Linked DNA regions of Rattus norvegicus: region 2 is linked to region 1. A link is a contact called in public Hi-C data. All regions are on one chromosome and are shown on one strand. Each heading gives the region's core, a stretch centred on a gene start, on an enhancer-like site or on the middle of the called end of the contact. The rest is flanking DNA. Distances are from core to core; before and after follow the strand shown. Region 1 overlaps Arhgap39 (Rho GTPase activating protein 39). Region 2 holds the start of Zfp647 (zinc finger protein 647).

What was found. Hi-C and Micro-C count contacts between places; a contact is called where the count stands out from the background.
Region 2: a Hi-C map of liver shows a contact between it and region 1, with 2.8 times the contacts expected there. The contact joins the promoter of Zfp647 here to the enhancer-like site in region 1. A contact is called at or near these places in 4 of 12 Hi-C or Micro-C datasets (the A7r5 cell line, hepatocytes, kidney and 1 more).

Annotation. Positions count from the first base shown.
Region 1 is chr7:110,352,263-110,355,983 of GRCr8, reverse strand. Arhgap39 (Rho GTPase activating protein 39) reads left to right here. Exons shown (of 12, transcript NM_173122.3): 3 at 374-793. Among named protein-coding and RNA genes, the nearest start is that of C7h8orf82, 27 kb to the right of the region's middle. Within about 2 kb of position 2,298, at least 2 of the 93 cell types and tissues checked have an H3K27ac peak or open chromatin away from gene starts, as enhancers often do. A contact at or near this core is called in liver, where this site is marked.
Region 2 is chr7:110,526,152-110,529,579 of GRCr8, reverse strand. Zfp647 (zinc finger protein 647) reads left to right here and starts at 1,900. Exons shown (of 5, transcript NM_001427380.1): 1 at 1,900-1,949.

The DNA.
Region 1 (3,721 bases), core at 1,049-3,548:
TTTAAACATGCATCCTGACATCAAACATACTTGTATTCGAGAATATGGCCTTGTATGAATGATTCACCTCTTTATAAACAAAAAGGATTGCAGGGCTGCGGGCTGAGGACCAGGCAGGGGCAGTAGTTTGTAGCCCTGCTGCCCTGAGGTTTCCTAGGCAATAACATCAGATACAGGAGCACTCAGCAGCTAGTGGAAGCCCCTGTACAGTAACGTGAGAGCCAAGCTCTTGGTTGATGCTTTTTTTTTTTTTTTTTTTGGTTCTTTTTTTCGGAGCTGGGGACCGAACCCAGGGCCTTGCGCTTCCTAGGTAAGCGCTCTACCACTGAGCTAAATCCTCAGCCCCTTGGTTGATGCTTTTGTCCCTCTACAGGTTGGAGTGGGTGGAGATCATTGAGCCGCGCACGCGCGAACGTATGTATGCCAACCTGGTCACCGGGGAGTGCGTGTGGGACCCACCAGCGGGCGTGCGCATCAAGCGCACCAGTGAGGACCAGTGGTGGGAGCTCTTCGACCCCAATACATCACGCTTCTACTACTACAGTGCTGCTTCGCAGCGCACCGTGTGGCATCGCCCACAGAACTGCGACATCATTCCGCTGGCCAAACTGCAGACGCTGAAACAGAACACTGAGTCTCCGCGTGCCTCTGCAGACAGCAGCCCAGGGAGGGGCAGTCGAGATGGTAGCACGGGCTCCTCGCTGGAACCCGAGCCTGAAGAAAGGGCACAGGAGCTGCCAGTTCGTGGTGGGCGGGCGACAACCTTGGTCACTTCGAAGGAGGAGACTAGCAGGTGAGGAGGCCGGCGGGTTGGGGGAGGGGTACTTACTTAGAGGAGGGTGGGGCTGGGGTGGCAGAGTATAGCACGCAGCTTTCAAGACTGTTAGTTGTCCAGTTGATAGGGTTCTTTGCTGGACCAGGGTTATCAGGCAGGCCAGCCACCTCCCCTTTACTGATAGTGTCATTAGTCACATTCGGAAGTGTACAAAGCCTTGAGGAAGGTAGGTGAGTAAAGCCAGGTGAGGTGTGTCACACCAGTGATCTTAGCACCCGGGAGCTGGAGGCACTGGAGAACCAGGAGTCTGAGGCCAGCCTATGTTTAAGTGAGACCCTGACTCAGAATACCAGGGGTGGGGGGGAGGGGAGAAAGGTGCTAAGGAGAAAAGCTAGACATCTGGGGCTCTGCTGTCCTTTTGCAGAGGGCGGCTGGTACACCTCAGTGGGCTATGTCTGCTCAGAGTTGTGTCTTTGGATAATTTGTAGAGAATGAGGACATGGCCTCTAGTTCCTCCAACATGAAGGATAGAGGACTATTCTCAGGGGCTGGGCTCATTTAAATCTAAGAAGAGGCACTGCCAGTGATACACTGAGTACAGGCAGTGCTGCCTTAGTCCAACCCTGCCCTTCTAGGAGCTCAGCCAGGCAGGGCAGACACAGTGACAGTGGTGTCGAGGGGACATAGCATGACCTGACAGGCAGTGGAGACATTAGAGACCAATCGGACCAGACCTTCTTCCACCAAGTATCTTTGCTGAGGATATAGCTGGTGTTTTCATAAGGGTCATTGTATGGGGAACTTCCCTCTCGTTCCTGTTTCCCAGGGAGCCTATCAGGAAAGCGTGTCGGACCGTGGTGGCCGACCTTCTATGAGATGGTAGTTTCTTCCTTCAGTCTATTAATGTGCTATATCTCACTGACTTCATCTTCTTGCACTGGAACGCCTTTGAGTGTGTGTTCTAATCATGCAGTGGTATCCATGGTGGTATCTATGTGTGTCTGACACATGACAAGGCTCCATTTGGGCTGGGCAAGTGGGTTTGTGAAAAATCCCAACCAAACCAACCGCCTACCGAAGACAGAAGGCCTTTTCTCCAGCAGAAATCCAGAAGAGATGATACTAGAGAGACCCAGAATTCAGACTGCCTAGAATTTAGGAACCAGTGACGTCTATGCCATTAAAAAGTGGAGGCTTGGCTGTGGTGGTACAAGACTAGCCCCAGCACTTGAGAAGCTGAAGCAAGAAGACCCCTTCCAGTTTAGGAGTTCAAGATCAGCCTAGTAAGAGCCTCTCCTCTAACAAACAAACAAACAAAGTTCTAGGAAGCAAACTTAGGCAAGGGTCTCTCTGCTGAGTCATCTCCCTGAGTCCATTCAGCTTTTCTTTTTGCTTTTCTTCCCCTTCTAACTTTTCAAGCAGATGGAGTCCACTTTGAATTACTTCTGTGCCCTCCTCTGCTGATTTCACCATCTGTGTTTGTTCTGGGCCAGGCCCAGCTGACTGGCTGCCCTCTTTGCAGGGTGCTTCACAAGTCGGAATATTGCTCTGGTGAGGATAGGCACACGATGAACCACCTGTCTGCTTAACAGAGCAGGAGGGCCATGTTCTGAGAGGGAGCCAAAGGCACCTTGTGGGCAGCAGGTTGCCAGTGTGGCTGCTCCAAGGAGCAGGAGCAGTGACACAGTTGGAAAACTGCCTGCCATGAAACTATAGGTCCGACCTTTGTATACCAGCTCCTCTTTTCATAAAAGCCAGCTGCAGGAGCAAAGCTTGGTGGGACACACTTAATCCCAGCACTCACGAAGCAGCCTGGTCTTCGTTGTGGGTTCCAGGTCAACCAAACCTATAGAGAGAACTTGCCTCAAAAAAACAAAACAAAAACTGGGCATGGCTGTACACACACCTTTAATTCCAACACTCTGGAGTCAGAGTCAAGAGGATCTCTGAGTTTGAGGCCAGCCTGGTCTACAGAGTGAGTTCCAGGAGAGCCAGAGTTACGCCGAAAAACCCTGTCTTGACAACAACAAGAAGCATGACCTCAGATGACAGCCCTAGTTTCCACATACATGCGCATAAACACACACACACACACACACACACACACACACACACACACACACACACACACAGTGGCAAAGAAAACCAGTGGCAAACATTCATATGTTGTGAACTGTAACAATATCTTTGCCTCTCCACACAGATGGGTGTTGCCAAGGAAATTCGAGTGTAGTTGGAGCTGAGCGTATTCTTGACATTAATTGTTAATTTGTTTGTTTGAGCCTGGATCTCACACTATAGCTCAGGCTAGGCTGGAACTCATTACATCTCCCAAGATGGCCTCAAACTAACGGCAGTCTTTCTGCCTCACCCCTCTATTGCTACATTTATAAGCATGAACCACCACGCCCAGCTGATACAGCCTTTTAGCATGCCTCCTGGTTAATGGCACCTGATGGTTATATAGGATCTTTTTAGTCACACAGTTAGATGGATTTTAAAACACATTTCCTTTGCATTTTGTCTGAAATGTTGCAGCTATACCTGCTACAGACATGCCGGAATGGTGTCATGCCTCTTCTTTCAATTTTTTTTTTAAGATTTATTTATTTATTTTATGTACAGCTTTCTGCCTGCATATGTGACTGCAGGCCAGAAGAGGCCACCAGATCTCATTACAGATGGTTGTGAGCCACCATGTGGTTGCTGGGAATTGAACTCATGACCTCTGAAGAGCAGTCAGTGCTCTTAACCGCTGAGCCATCTCTCCAGCCCTCTTCTTTTAATTCTGATAGCATGGGAAGTAAAGCAGCTGGATACTGTCTGTGATTGAGCCATCCGTCATCCCATCTGTCTTGGGACTGTAGGTTTCACTCCCTGAGAAACAGGAGCAATACAGGGTAGGTGGAGCACTTCCAACAGCAGCACTTCAAAGCCTGAGGGAGG
Region 2 (3,428 bases), core at 651-3,150, 170 kb before region 1:
TACTATTTTACTTATATATGTAGGAGAGTTTTGCCTGCATATATCTGTATACCGTATTCCACCTGCATGCAGTACCCAGACAGGCTAGAAGAGGGCGGGAGATGCCCTGGAATAGGAGCTACATGGTCGTGCTAGGCTCTGAATTCAGTTTCTTGGTCTTCAGTTTCATTGGCAGACCCAATGTTCTTAACCACCAAGCCTCCTCTCCAGCCTCCCTGGCTCCCATGTTTTAGTGAAGGCATTAGCCTTAGACTGCCTCCTCTCTGTGAGCCCACATGTAGATCAGCTGATAGGAAAGCCTGGGTGCTCTTCCTTTGGGAAGCCATTCCAACCTCTGGTCTAGTCTTAGAAACAGCCATGCTAATGGATATTTTAGTTAGCTGGCATTGCTTCGACAAGCACATAGCAAAGGAAGGTTTCCTGTGGTTCGAAGGTCAGGAACAGTCCATGAGGGTGGGATGATGTGTGCGTACATTTGAAGCAGCTAGTTGGTTATATTGCGTCTGTGGTCACGGGGAGGAGAGCAAATCATGCTCACACTCAGTTCATTCCTCATTCAATCAAGAACTCTTTTTTTTTTTTTTAAGATTTAATGTATATGAGTACACTGTAGCTGTCTTCAGACACACCAGAAGAGGGCATCAGATCCCATTACAAAAGAAGACAAGTAACCAATACAATTAGAGAAATAAAAATTAAAGCCATAATGGAGGGGTAGGGTCCGGTGCAACTAAATGGGAGACTATATGCTTAACACTCAAGAGTCCCTGACTTTGGGGTTGGTGATTTAGCTCAGTGGTAGAGCGCTTGCCTAGCAAACACAAGGCCCTGGGTTCGGTCCCCAGCTCCGAAAAAAAAGAAAAAGAAAAAAAAAAAAAAAAAGAGTCCCTGACTTTAATTTCCAGCAGAGATATGTGCTTGTATGGAGAGGCTAAGGGTCAGTCTGAGGAGCCATCCACTATGGTATTTTGTTGTTGTTTTTAAGATTTGTATTTTATGTGTACACTGTTGCTCTCTTCAGACACGTCAGAAGAGGGCATCAGATCCCATTACAGATAGTTGTGAGCCATGTGGTTTGGTTGCTGGGAATTGAATTCAGGACCTCTGGAAGAAGTTACAGTTCTTAACCGCTGAGCCATCTGGCCAGCCCCCTTCTTTTGTTTTTTGAAAAAGCTCCTCACCAGAACCTGAAGCTTGCCAACGACTCTAGACAGGCTGGCCAGCGAGCGCTACATAGATCGGCCTTATTCTACTCCCCTGTGCGGGCATGTGCAGCAAACACCTAGACTGTTGTATTCCTCTAGGCTTGGAATAACTCATTTTTAAAAGACTGCTTATACCAAGTGTGGGCGAATACAAGCAGCACTGGGAATAGTCATACATCGCTAGCCTAGGGAATGTGTTGATGAAGAAACGTGAGACGGGCAGTTCCTTAAGAAGTTAAACGCATACAATACCGTAAACTAAACCCAAGCAGCCGGAGTCAGCCTGATGGGTTCCGGGACCAGTGGTCCAGGCTGCCCGACCACTAGGGAAATCGCTAGAGGGCAAGCACAGATCTTGGCGGAAGTGACCGAAGGCCCTCAGGAGAACGGAGGCTTCAGGGAGGGGGCGAGGCAGGGAGGCACTCGGATTTGTAGGGACTGCGCGCGCCGGCTTCCGCTACTGCCTCAAAGAGCAGGCGCGGTCGGGGTCAGAACGCGGTCTCTCTAGGCACAGCGGAGGCCTCGGCTCTCGGTGGCCCCGGGGCGCTAGCCAGAGTTCTTTACTAGAGCAGGAGGCGGGCGGACCATCCGACTCTCGGGCGTCCCGGTCCAGGACTGGAGTTGGGGGGTGGGGGCCTGGGGGCGGGGTCCCCTGAGATTGACGACTGCGCAGACGGGGCGGGACGGCCCCTTTGTCTTAGGGAGCTGAAGCAGCCGCCACAGGGCGAGAGGTTGCGGCAGATGGTGAGTGGCGCTCTGTCGGCTGCGCGGGACCCTCTCCTTCATCCGCACCCAACCTCCGCGCCCTAGCGTATGCCAGCCCTTCCCCCGACGGATGGCTGCGACCGGGCTGCTGACCCAGGCCGCACCCTCCGATCCCTCGGACCCTCCAGGCCCCTCCCCAGGACCCCTCGCGGTGTCTCCCGCTTGCTTGGTCCGAGGTTTAGATGGTTCTGGTGTGCATACGGTTTCTTACTGGTTGGTTAATTTGGTTTGGCTTGGGCTGTGGATGAGGTTTTGGCTGGTAAAATAACGTGTCCCAGACTGCCCTGGAAGTCCCGCGTTCGCACGATCCTTCCCAATAACCCGGACTACAGTCAGGGCCACCATACAGCATTTTAAGTCACATGCACTGTCCTTAGCATCTTCAGCAGCTAAGGGCATTTCTTGTCAAACCGACGGAGCTCTGCTCTCTTCCACATAACCCAGCTTCTTGGATTTGTTTTATCTTTCTGCTGATGCTCTCTTGTTACTTTGCAACGGCCCCTTTTAATGGATGACAACAACTTATCTAACGTGACGTTTTCTTGTTTAATTTTTGTATGTATTTATGTGTTTTGTCTGCATGTGTATCTGTATATCATGTGCATGCCTGGTACCAACGGAGGCCAGAAGAGGGCATCGGGTTCCCTGGAACTGGCTGTGAGCTGCCATGTTGGTGCTGGGAATCGAGTGTGGGTCCTGGAAGATAACATGCACTCTTAACAGCCGAGCCATCTCTCCAGCCCCCACATTTGTGGCTCAGCTAAACACTTGAATCTGGATGTGCTGATGAGTGCAGTTATCCCCAGCTCTGGGGAGCAGACAAGCAGGTCCCTACGGCTTAGCAGCTTACTTGGCGAATTCCAAGCCAATAAGAGACCATGTTGCCCCCCAAACGATGAAAGGCTTAGGAGGAATAACACCTAAGGTTGTCGTCTGGCCTCCATGTCCTTGCTGATGTGTAGGTACACATGCACACACAGAAAAGCTGTACAGTAATTTTTTTAAATGTTACTCTGCCTAGCATCCTGTCAGTGAATACACAATGACACCGGAAGCAGTTTCCTATGGATCTTTCTAGAATAATTAACTGGAGGCAAGGGCTACTACTGGTGCATGTGGACATTCTTGTTCCTAACATAAAAGGAAAGCTTCGCTACTAGCTGTTTAAAGCTGGGTGGACATCAGTTCTGTTACTTTGCACACTGGGAATTTCCTTGTCTGAGATACAGAGAAGTGGAATGGGGCTAATAGGTTAGGGCTAGTAAGCCATCTTCCCACCAGCTAGGTGACCAGTCCCTGGGGCTTTCTTACCATGCAGATGTTTCAATTAAGATTCTCGATATTTCTGAGGTTGAGACCTCTGCATTTGTCTGTTAGCTGTTTGCATTCCCCTTTGGATTGACTAGCTTGTATTCTTTTTCTCTATGTTAAAAACACTCTTCCAGGGGCTGGGGATTT